Regions from separate parts of the Mus musculus genome. Here regions 2, 3 and 4 are each linked to region 1. Evidence: chromatin contacts called from public promoter capture Hi-C data. All regions are on one chromosome and are shown on one strand. Each heading gives the region's core, a stretch centred on a gene start, on an enhancer-like site or on the middle of the called end of the contact. The rest is flanking DNA. Distances are from core to core; before and after follow the strand shown. Region 1 holds the start of Fam131a (family with sequence similarity 131, member A). Region 2 holds the start of Ess2 (ess-2 splicing factor). Region 3 holds the start of Arvcf (armadillo repeat gene deleted in velocardiofacial syndrome). Region 4 holds the start of Septin5 (septin 5).

Region 1 (2,688 bases), core at 51-2,550:
GCAGGCCAACCTGCGGCCCCCACCTTCCCGGGCTCCAGGCAACTAGCCTTTTGTATATACATACTTCATTGCCTACACCTACCTCTCTGATCTCAGTGTCTTAGGAGTGGCTCTTTGCTGTGAACCTGCCTCTCCTACCTGGGTGCTCTCATCCTCAGGAGTCAGTTTGCAAATGCTGGCCAAGTACCCCACCGAACGCTAGTTTTTGCCTAACACTTGCTCAGAGCGTCTCCCAGCTGGTTGATTAAAGGGTCGGAAGCCCCAGGTGGAGCATCTGTGAGCAAATTGATAACCTCTCACGCTCACAGATAATTTTATTCCTATTACCCCCCCCCCAAACAAAACAAAACAAACAAACAAAACAAATCACACTTATTCCGAGCAGAAAAAGTCCAGGTCTTCCTATAGCCGCTGAGCCCTGCTCAGGCCTTCTTTTCCATGAAAACATGTATGTGGTCGGGGGCGGTGGGGTGAGGAGAGAAGCACTTTAGCTCTAGGTCAGCCAGCCTACCTCCTGTGTCAAGGAATTAGTTCGGAATGGGTCCTGGGATCTCCAAGCAGGTGGTCAATCACACAAAGCATTAGTATGGTTGATGTTTGAGGTCTTTTACAAGTAAACTCTGGCTGAAATGTGGACTTCCCTTAAATTCTGGGATTTGTAGTCCCAGAAATAACCTCGTGGGTTATGAATTTAAGAAGTGGCAAGGCAGCCGGGCGTGGTGGCGCACGCCTTTAGTCCCAGCACTCTGGAGGCAGAGGCAGGTGGATTTCTGAGGCCAGCCTGGTCTACAAAGTGAGTTCCAGGACAGCCAGGGCTACACAGAGAAACCCTGTCTCGAAAAAAAAAAAAAAAGAAGAAGTGGCAGGGCGCTCTGACTCCTGGTCTGCACGGAGTTCAGGAAGTCATCCTCTCCTGTAGTCAGGGAAGAGTGTGACTGACCTCAGGACTGGCCTTGAGTACCAGGTAGGCGTCTGGCATAGCCAGTAACCTGTTTTCTTTCTGGTTGGTAGCATTTCTGGGGACCACCAACTGGCTGAGGCCCAGGGACAGAGACGTCTGCTCCAGCTAAAAGGTTAGTTGTGATGTACGTGGCCAGTTGGCACTGTGTAAGCTAAGATGAGCCTCAGCCCCACAAGCCAGAGAACTTGGCGAGGTCCCTGGCACTCCCACTTCCTCAAAGCTATGAGACAGGAGTGTTCTCCTTATGTGACTAGGCATAAGTTCCAAGTGGGGAGGGGACTGGCTCAGCATCCGGAGCCAAAACAAGAATAGAACTGGGAGCTGGGCCTGAAGCAGTTCAGGCTTTGGGCTCTCTGCATCAACACAGCCAGCATGCCTATGATTTCTGTGCTGGGCAAAATGTTTCTGTGGCAGCGCGAAGGGCCTGGAGGACGATGGACTTGTCAGACAAGTCGCAGAGGTGAGAGCAGAGATCATGGATGTGATCTGGGAAGCGATGGGAAACTGAGCAAAAAGGAACACCAGGTGTGGAGAGGAAACTCTCTCTGGTTTAGATATTGGGAAGCAGACTGAAAGGGAGAGACTCGGGTTGGGGCCATTAGGTAATGACTTACAAGGGTGAAACTTAGAAAAATCATGGGTTTGTTGGGAGTGATAGCCCAGTTGAGATTGGTGAGAGGAAAGAATCCTGGGGAGAAGGAGAGTGAGAGGGGGCCAGTGCTGGTGGGCAAATTTCATGCACTTTTCAAGGGTTGAGATGCGGGCGGAGAGGTCAGGGGTTACTCATATTTGGGTATGAGTAACGTAAGTTCTGATGGCAAAATAGTTGTAGAGGAAGGTGTCCTTAGGGATGCCACAGTCAGTTGTGGGATAGGGGGTTTCAGGAGAGTTATGTGCGTGAACTCAGATTGTCTGCGAGATGGGGGAGGGGTAATAAAAAATGACACGGCAGCACGGTGAAAATGGCAGTCTTGGTAGAAGTGGGAATGCAGATGAACACCGTTCCCTCCCGACTCCTCAGTGGCTTCGGACCCTGCCTGGGCTGTGGAGTGGATCGAACTCCCTCGAGGTCTCTCTCTGTCCTCCCTGGGATCTGCTCGAACTCTCCGAGGCTGGAGTCGGTCCCCCCGTCCTTCTTCCGTGGACAGCCAGGACTTGCCAGAGGTGCTGCGCCTTTTCTGTGCATGTTTGGCGGCGGGGGGTGGGGGTGGGGGTGGCGTTCACATTGAGGGTTCGTGTGACCCCTCCCCGTTCCTGCCTCACCATCCTGCTTCGGGCTCTTTTTTCCTGCTAGCGGAGGCGCTATCCGGCAGGCCGCCCCCGCGCCGGTCTGCTCTGCTCGGCGTGGTGCCAGCGGGCTGGCTTGCTAGCGCCTTCGGTGCTGACGTCAGCGCATCCCAGGCCGTATCCCGGGAGACCCTGTTGCATGGTGATGGGTTGCCAGGGAGATATACACCTTTTTCTTTGGGCCAGGGCCGCAGCTGCGCGGAGCGTCGCTGGGCATGGATGGCCCCGGCTGGGGGAAGAGAGGGGAGGGAGGGAGAGCCGGCCAGGAAACACCCGCCAGGTTCCCCTTCCCACAGGCCTGGCCAGAGGCTATCGGCGCCAATCTGGAGGCCCTGTCAGTCAGGTACTGAAGGAGAGGGACGGAGGATGGGCCTGAGGTCAAGGGGCAGGTGGAGGCCGCTTGTGCCAATTGGAACCAACCATAATGGAGGAGAATTAGG
Region 2 (2,688 bases), core at 56-2,555, 2.8 Mb before region 1:
AACAGACTTTCCCTAAGCCCTCTAAAGCAGCACCCGTCCTCTTACAGGGTGGTGGAGGTTCCCGAGATATCTTGCCCAGGGCAGAGCCAAACTTGATGGCAATCTGGCGCATGCGCTCCAAATCTCCGTTTTCCTCGGCCTCCAGGTACTCCTTCTGTGCCTGTAGCTTCTCCACATCAGGGAAGAAGTCTCTCTGGATAACTGTCTGAAGTCCCTGCCATGAGCAATCAGAACAAAGGCCAGAGTTGTCATCTGGGAGTCCTGACGCACAATCCACCACTGTCCATGTTCCACCCCTTAGACCTTTCCCTTCTGCCTAGCTGGACAACTGTCATCTACAAGATAGGTTTAGAACTGTCTTTTCTAGTAAGGCTGTCATCCCACATAGCTCTGATGTACCAGTTAACTACTGAACAATCTCTTGAAGCCCATGAAATCCCTCACTAACTGATCTTTCTCTTTGCTGGCTCCATCTATAACACCAGCCAGACTAATGTGGATATTGTCATCCTCCACCCACCCATGAATTTGTATTTCAATCTAAACCTTTCTCTTGAAAGCCAGTCGCCACTATCGCCACCACAAGAAAAAGTCCTCAAGATTTCAGATCCAGCCCGCCCTTGCTGTGAAGCTGAAAGTCTGTACAGTCAGCTGCACGGCAATGGTACAAGGCAGCATATCCCAGAAGCATCCTAAATCTAACCAGTCTAAAACCAACCCTATGTCGGTCTGTCCTCCAGCGTGTTTGCAGTTGGACCCTTAACTCGAGGAGCAACTGAGACCCACTCACTCAATGACGAAGCCAGTTCCACTGTCTAATTCCGGGACCCCCAGCCTTTGACACTTTACAGCCTTCCAAAAAGTCGTCTTCACCATCTCTCGAAAAACGTGTCAAAATTCTACCTATACAAGAAACTATTTCCTTGACTCTCAACAGAAAACTGGATGCCCACTTCTGCATTGTTTTCTTGGTTCTCAATGCTTTCCAACCCAAAAACAGTTGTTCCACTTCCAAGGGCGGCTGAGAGTGCCAGGACCAGAAAAAATTCAAAGGACTGGACAGGAACGCGAATAGGGGGAGGGGCCCGGAAGTCGCCAGCGCTCGCACTGAGCTGGTACCTCGATGTACTCTTCTTCATCCAGGACCCGCTGCCTGCTTCTCGCAACTCCGGCCTCTCCAGCCTCCCCAGCCGCGCGCTTCCTTGAGGGCGCGGACGCGGAGGACAGAAACAGAGCACCCGCCGAGGTCCCGGGCGTCCCCATCGCTATCCCAGAATCGCTCGGGCGGCGTCTGCACCGCTCCAACAGCCAGCCAATGGAGAAGCAGTATTTTTGTAACAAAGCCGGCGCTCCAATGATGTCACTGGGAGCGCCGGATCTTAAGAAAGTTGTAGTCTTTTATCCCCACCCGCGTTGCTCATGCCCATCTAGACTATGATCACTAGGGGGAGCTGTAGAGTGACTGACGCCACAGTCCCTCTGTTAAAAGTTCCAATTCTTTAAAAAAAAAAAAAAATGCAGATGCTTCAAAGACATTTTTAAATACTTCAAAAAATTTGGTTATGACTTCCAAACTCAGAAAAAGAACACTAAGACAATTCTTCCCGTATACTTATCTAACAAAATTTAAATGAAAAGAAAGAACAAAAGGGTCTTAAATCTCTGGTTGGATTTATTAGTTCCCTGTCTGCCAGGATGGGCTTCTCACTGAAAGCATTAGTGGAACTTTCTTCCTAAGGGAGATCATGAATTAGGTGGGAGAAGCTCTAGCCCAGAATGATTCATTACAATTTTGCTTTTCCAATGATCTTGTCCTTCATTGTGAGTCACTGGGGACTTTATGACCATGTCCCTGCATCCATAGAGTTGACCATACAGTAGAAAAATGTTAAATCATGCTGCCAGTGTGTAAAGTTACAACTGTGACCTGCAATAAGTCTGCACTCAGAGAATCTCAACTGCTACACAGGACATGTCAAGTGGCATTTCCCCAGGCAGAACATGGTTGTAGATGGAAAAGATGAATGGATGGGCATCAGGCAATGGGAAGGCCCAGCAGCGGGGTGGAGCAAGGCAAATGCCAAAACAGACCTTTAGTCACACAGTGCGCTAAAGAAGGAGATGACACCAGAGGGGGAGAGCCAGGCTGCACAGTATCTTTGGAGTCCTGTCAAGAAACATTATTTTAAGTGAGCTCAGGTGAAAACCAGAGAAAGCTGCAATGGTTACCATGCAAGGGAATGCAGCTTTCATGAGGTTGGTGCGCCTGAAGCTGCACACGAGCTAGTTTCTGGGGGGTTATTGATATGTTTAAAGGTGAAATCGGCTGGACTGGGTATGATCCGGTAATAATAGCAATTAATGATCAAGAACTCTATGATTTAACGTGCCTTTAGCAGGACAGTGAATGGGAAAATGGCCTGTTGTATATATGGTGCCTGCCGCAAGCCTGTGGGCTTCCAGGTGTTGTCAGAGGTACAGACTGACAAATACCTCAGGGGACAGGCCTGGACTGGAGACATAGAGGTGGGAACTGTAGCCTAAGGATGGAAAAGATACACCAAGAAGAGTATGGAGGGGGCAGAAGAGATGGCTCATCCGTTACAAGCATTTGTTGCTCTTCTCGAGGATCTAGGTTCAGTTCCCAGCACCCACACAGTGACACACAACTATCCATAACTCTACTTT
Region 3 (2,688 bases), core at 67-2,566, 2.3 Mb before region 1:
CAGGATGCCAAATGGTGTTCATTTCAAGTAGCAATACCAACGGATTAGTAGCAACTGCCTTGACTCTGAAAAGCTCCTGGTATCAATTTGTATTGTAGGCGACCCAGAAGTGAGCTCCTGCTCCAGGCATTTACTTTCTTTGTCTTCACCAAGCAACCCTTATTGGGTGAGCACACTGGACTCAGCATAGGTGGGTGAAATATGACCATCTGGGTAGACCCCCTACACACACAAACGCACACACACACACACACCCTGGCCTCCATTAGCACTATCTGTAAGGGGCCTTGGGAAACACCGACAGCCCAGAAGAGTTGCTCATTTCCAGTGCACTCAGGATAAGAGGCTTCTGAGCAAGCACAGGCCAGATTCATTTCCACAGTCTGCACTTCCATCTCCTGTTTATGTTACAGCATCCCCCGTGGGTCCCCTCCACTGCCTTATGTCACTGCAGAGATGTGTTTGGTGTGCTTTACCTAGTAGGGAAATATGTGTTTATCTTTTCAGGCAGTGGATAAAGCTCCTTGATATTTCTCCAAGACTCAAAGCAGGGCAGAGGAAATCGGGACACCAGGGTGTAGTGGGGAAGAGATAAACACATAATTCCCCTTTCCCGGGAAGAGGACGCTTTTCATTGCCCCGGGGAAAGAGCAGTCTCATGCAGCTGTAGGGAGTGCCCAAAGGCTCTGTAAATACAGGCTTCATAGAAGAAAAAAAGCTCTAGTTTTTCTAGAGTCTGCTTTTGCCCTCAAAATCACTGCAACCATCCCCACTTTGTACCAGCCTAGCTGACCTTGTTCGTCCTTGCTGCAGGGGTTATGGGGACAGTGAGAGAGCCCCCAAGGCTGGAAGTCCAACGACTGGGTTCACGCCCTGGTTGCCTAAAGCCTCAATTTTCTATCTGTAAAATGGGATTTATCTTTACACTTGCGGAGTGTAAGATAAATACCATTCTATGCCAATAGAAAGGAATCGACGCTCAATGTCCGGTTAACAGCAGGATACCTGGGAACTTGGGGTGGAGATGGAGACAACGCTGCTGGAATCCGGGAGTGACCGCCTGCCCTGCAAGTTCCAGCTCAGGGCCTACTATCCCCAGAACTCCTCTGAAGATGGCCGGGAGGGGGCAACTCCGAGCCTCCTGCAGCTGCTGCAGCCACAGCATTCCGGGCAGGTGTCAGGGCCTGCTCTGCTAGGGGGCCGACCTGGGCTAAGACTGACAATACCAGGAACCCAACAGCAAGCCGCAATCTCTGCACATCCATCCAATCGGTGCGGGTTGCGGGGCGCGTCTCTCTACCAATGGGAAAATTCGCAGTTGGATGGGGCGGGGCGGAGGCCTCGTCTCCGGCCAGGTCCGCTTTGCGCACGGGCAGCGGGAGGGGTAGGAGGGCTAGCCTGCTTGCTGGCTGCTCCAGTAGGGGAGGAGGAGTGTTCCCCCCCTCACCTCCTCACAAGCACAAGTTGTGGCCCCGGGAGCCACTTTCGGTGCTGGGCGCTGGAGAGGCCGCTCCCCGCGCACCGGGGGACCTGGGGACGCCTGTCTTGGGGGCGGAGGCCGCGCTGCGGAGCCGCCCACGCCGCGCGCCAGGTGAGCTCGGCCGGGTGGGCGGGGTCCGGCTGTGGGCCTGGGGCTGGACACTCGGGCCCCGGCCAGGATTAGGGGTAGGTCCTGGGGGAGCGAGCTGGTATAGTGTCTAGACTGAGATGCGGACTAAGATAGGGACAGGGTCCTGGGCTCGGACTTTAGGTCTGGGTGGGGCTCGGAAGCTGGTTCTTCTGCTCACCCGCGCTCTAGCACACGACGGGTCCCCAGAGACCCGGGTGGTTGGGGGCGGGTCCCTTTGTGCATGACCTCAGGGCTCTGTCCAACCTGGCTACGGCGCCGGCTTCAGCCTCCGGGCTGTTCAGCCTCCGGGATGAACTGGACCCAGCTCCCACAGCTTTGCCCTCCGCGAGCCACTGCAGAGCCTGCAAGCAGGGACCCGACGGCTATGGAAACTTTACCAGGACTCGGGCGGCGAGGCTGGGGAACTTCCCGGGGTGGTACGGCTGTTGGTGAGCGCAGGGTCTTGGCGATGCCAAGGGAATGTCCCTACGCAGCGACGATGCTCCTAAGGCCTCACAAAAGAGAGAGGAGGCGCTGCTGGGAATCCCTTGTCTGGTGTCCCTGCTTGAATCTCCTCCCTAGATACCCCTACATTCCTCAGTGGGACACCAGCCCTGGAGAATATGCAAGTCTGGAGTTGCTCTGCTTCAGGAGGCCTGGATACCATGGCTTTCCCCTTTTAATTTTTAAATAATTAAATGCTACTTATATTCAATATTTAACTATTTGTTTCAGTGTCAGGTATCAGTGTCTAAGGTACTAGGGGACTGTCTCTGAGGATTCAGACATTTAGAAATGATGGAAAAGAAAGAAAATGCTTCTGTTTGTGTTAACTCTTAGGCTAGACTCTTAATGTGGGCTAACAATCCGAAATGCAAAACACATGCTTACTTTTATAAAGCTAAGGGATGGAGCCATACCCAAATTGTCTTTGGGAATATCTTTTCCCTAAGTAGGACCAGCTATGCATTGAGTGCCTGTAATTCCACACTGGGATCCCCAGTCCTTCTACCTCTCTTTTGGTCCAGGACCCGGGTAGTCTATCCAGAGCAAGTGTTGCCTGCTTTGGGGAGTGTCTC
Region 4 (2,688 bases), core at 49-2,548, 2.1 Mb before region 1:
ACAATAGCATGTGTCCCCATCGGGCTTTGTCTGGCTTACTGGGATGGGGAGGCAGTTCTCCTGGGGGAGCCCCTCCCAGTGAGTCTCATCAGCCTTGGGCGGGGCATGTCCCTGCCAGGAGACTGTGACTCTCCGGCTCACCCCATCTGCCAGCTGCTTTTGCTCTGTCTGATGATGTACTCTGGTCTAGTACTCTGGAGTCCAATGCTAGGCGAGAACACCCATCCCCAGCAAGGCTTGCTGAAGCCTTCTGGTGTCAGAATTGGGCCTCCCCCACCCCATCTTCAAACAGGGCCTAGCTCAAGCCACAGAGGACATCCCTTTGGTCACCCACTTCCACAGCACTCTGGTTTCACAACCCTCAGCTCCTTTGGATTTTCACAGGTTACCCGGTAGGCTGGTACTTTCCCTGGGGTGGGGAAATCAGGCTAGCCCCCCTCTGGAAGGCCACAGCCTGGCTGTACTCAAGGTTTGGAGGGCTAGTGCTAGGATGACTCAGATGGGGAGCCTTGCAAGTTCCAGGTCTTGGAAGATGCTCTGCCAAAGACTAGTGAGCATAAATTTAGGCACAGAAGAGAGACACCCAAAGGTGCATGGGCATGAAGCAGAGGCCCCATGGTATTGCTCAGGAGACTGGTGGGCCCCCCCCCCCATTCCTGGCCTGTCATAACTACAGCCTCACCCAGGACCCCCAGCACGAGGCCTTCCGGTCAGGTTAAAAAGGGGATGCTGGCCCTGGACTAGAGGAGAGAGGCCCTTATCCCAGCCTCCCTTTCTGGGGAGGTGCCTAGGCCGCTGCTATACAGGTCAGGGAACCAAGCGCAGTGCCTACACTTCCCCTCCGTAGCCCCAGGAGCAGCGGCGCTGCCCCTACAGACAATCGATTAACGCCAAAGGACTGGGTGACGGCCGGCGGGGGCGGGGTCACGCCTGGGCGCCACCAGCATCGGTGCCACAATGGGTGACAGCCGGTCCGATCTCACCACCGGCCGAGCGGCGCAACGCCAGTACCTGTTTGTCCTCTGCATGGTCCGGGTCGTGATCCGGGTCCGGGCGGGTCCGGGAGGGTCCGGGCCGGCGGGCAGGGGAGAGACGGAGACAGACGGTGAGAGGCGGGCGGGCGGCGGGGACAAAGGAGCGCGGGCACGCGGACAGGCTCTGGGCTCACCTGGGGTCGCCAGCTTGCTTTTGTACCGCAGTCCTGTGCTCATGGTGGCCGCCGGCGGGGGACGTGTGGCGGCGGGCGCGCGGGCGGGGCGCGGCGACCAGCGGTGGAGGCCGAGGCCGGCTGAGGGGTGACCCGCCCCTCCGCGCCGCCACCACCCGCCCCGCCCGCGCGCCCGCCAGCCAATCGGCGCCCGCCGCGCCCACGCGCGACCCGGAGAGGCCGGTGGGGGCGGGGACTGAGGCGTCCCGCTGTGGTTCCCCCCAGGCCTTTGGTTCTCCCGGCCGCGCGAGTGCAGCCGGGCTATTCCCACGGCTTCGTCCGGAACGCCCCCTCCCCTTCCTGTCATCTAGCCCAGGCCTAGACTCTGTTCTCCCTTGGCTGTCGCTGGAAGCCGGTTGGTTCCTGGGCCTCTGACCTTCCATCGAGTGGCCATTCTATAAAGCATGTCCCAGGACTGTGCTTCATGCAGCCGATGAATGAGTTCAGGTGATATAAAGACCCCTTTTTCACCCCATCAAGAAGCATTTGGAAGGGGCAGACCTGGAGCCCTACCCTTGGTACATTGAGCACAAGTCCAGAACCCGAGCTCTCCTGCAGTCTGCTGGGTGCTAGGCATTCTACACTGGACACACACAAACGCCTGGGCAAGATGGAAAGCACACGGCAGGCAGGGTGTGGTTGTAAGATGGGAGTACTTGAGGTGTATGGCTAGAAGGACACAATCCGAAGGCCACCTTAGCCCTCCTTGCTCCAGCTCTGGTCCCGGTTTTCTGTGATCTGTGCTCTCCCCAGCTACCCCCCTGGAGAGGGGTTGAAGGGGGCTGAGGGACACATAAAGACAAGTCCATGCTCAGAGCCACATTTATGCATGAAGATGCTGTGACTCTGAATCTTCAAAAAGTTGATAGGACTAAGTGACCCACGGTGTGAATAACTTCTGTGTTACTGTCACATCCCAGGTGGTGGCTTAAACCTCACCAGAGAGTCTGTGACCAGGGTAGGGATGTTCCATTGTCCAAATCTTTCTTCTACAGCCTAAGGATCAGATGGGGCATATGACACACTGTGGTGCATCTTTGGGATCTAGAGAGGGCACTCACACGTGATCAAGTGCTAATCATTTTGTGTATAAAACAATGTAGAAGTAAAAGTGTCTACACATCTCTTAGGTTTGGCTTCACCAGTGACTTTTTTCATGGCGTTCTTGGGGGAATTTGGAACTCTGTTAGAGGAATATGTGCAGTCTGAGGCAGGGACAGAAACACAATGTCAGGACTTCTGAGCTTGCCAGTTCTGAGTCTGGAGAAACCCACGAAGGAAAGCTAGGACATTAAGCCTGAGCTGACTGTTACTGTCACTCCAACGGCAGAAACAAAGTGGGGGGAAAAGGAAGTATCTTCCCTGGGGCACTGATGGGAGGGACACTCCTGGTCTCCTCTAGTTAGGGGGTTGTGCTTGGCTGCCTTGGCCCGGAGGGAAGTGTAGGAGAGGGGAAAGAAGCTTGTGTATAGAAGAGGAAT

The links. Promoter capture Hi-C pulls out the DNA fragments that hold promoters and counts their contacts. Capture Hi-C pulls out chosen DNA fragments and counts their contacts.
Region 2: a promoter capture Hi-C map of liver shows a contact between it and region 1, with 4 times the contacts expected there. The contact joins the promoter of Ess2 here to the promoter of Fam131a in region 1. A contact is called at or near these places in 4 of 39 promoter capture datasets (embryonic stem cells, hippocampal neurons, liver and 1 more) and 2 of 9 other capture datasets (adipose tissue and liver).
Region 3: a contact with region 1 is called in a promoter capture Hi-C map of hippocampal neurons, with 3 times the contacts expected there. The contact joins the promoter of Arvcf here to the promoter of Fam131a in region 1. A contact is called at or near these places in 1 of 39 promoter capture datasets (hippocampal neurons) and 1 of 115 datasets of contacts at active chromatin or transcription factors (embryonic forebrain).
Region 4: a contact with region 1 is called in a promoter capture Hi-C map of hippocampal neurons, with 5 times the contacts expected there. The contact joins the promoter of Septin5 here to the promoter of Fam131a in region 1. A contact is called at or near these places in 3 of 39 promoter capture datasets (cranial neural crest, hippocampal neurons and pre-B cells) and 1 of 115 datasets of contacts at active chromatin or transcription factors (astrocytes).

Annotation. Positions count from the first base shown.
Region 1 is chr16:20,693,757-20,696,444 of GRCm38.p6, forward strand. Fam131a (family with sequence similarity 131, member A) reads left to right here and starts at 1,301. Exons shown (of 6, transcript NM_133778.2): 1 at 1,301-1,421; 2 at 1,983-2,125. The coding sequence starts at 1,334.
Region 2 is chr16:17,910,043-17,912,730 of GRCm38.p6, forward strand. It overlaps Ess2 (ess-2 splicing factor), which reads right to left and starts at 1,306. Exons shown (of 10, transcript NM_022408.2): 1 at 1,120-1,306; 2 at 46-214. The coding sequence starts at 1,263.
Region 3 is chr16:18,346,866-18,349,553 of GRCm38.p6, forward strand. It overlaps Arvcf (armadillo repeat gene deleted in velocardiofacial syndrome), which reads left to right and starts at 1,317. Exons shown (of 18, transcript NM_001272029.1): 1 at 1,317-1,591. It also overlaps a transcript of Tango2 not described here.
Region 4 is chr16:18,628,640-18,631,327 of GRCm38.p6, forward strand. It overlaps Septin5 (septin 5), which reads right to left and starts at 1,299. Exons shown (of 12, transcript NM_213614.2): 1 at 1,169-1,299; 2 at 1,012-1,022. The coding sequence starts at 1,211.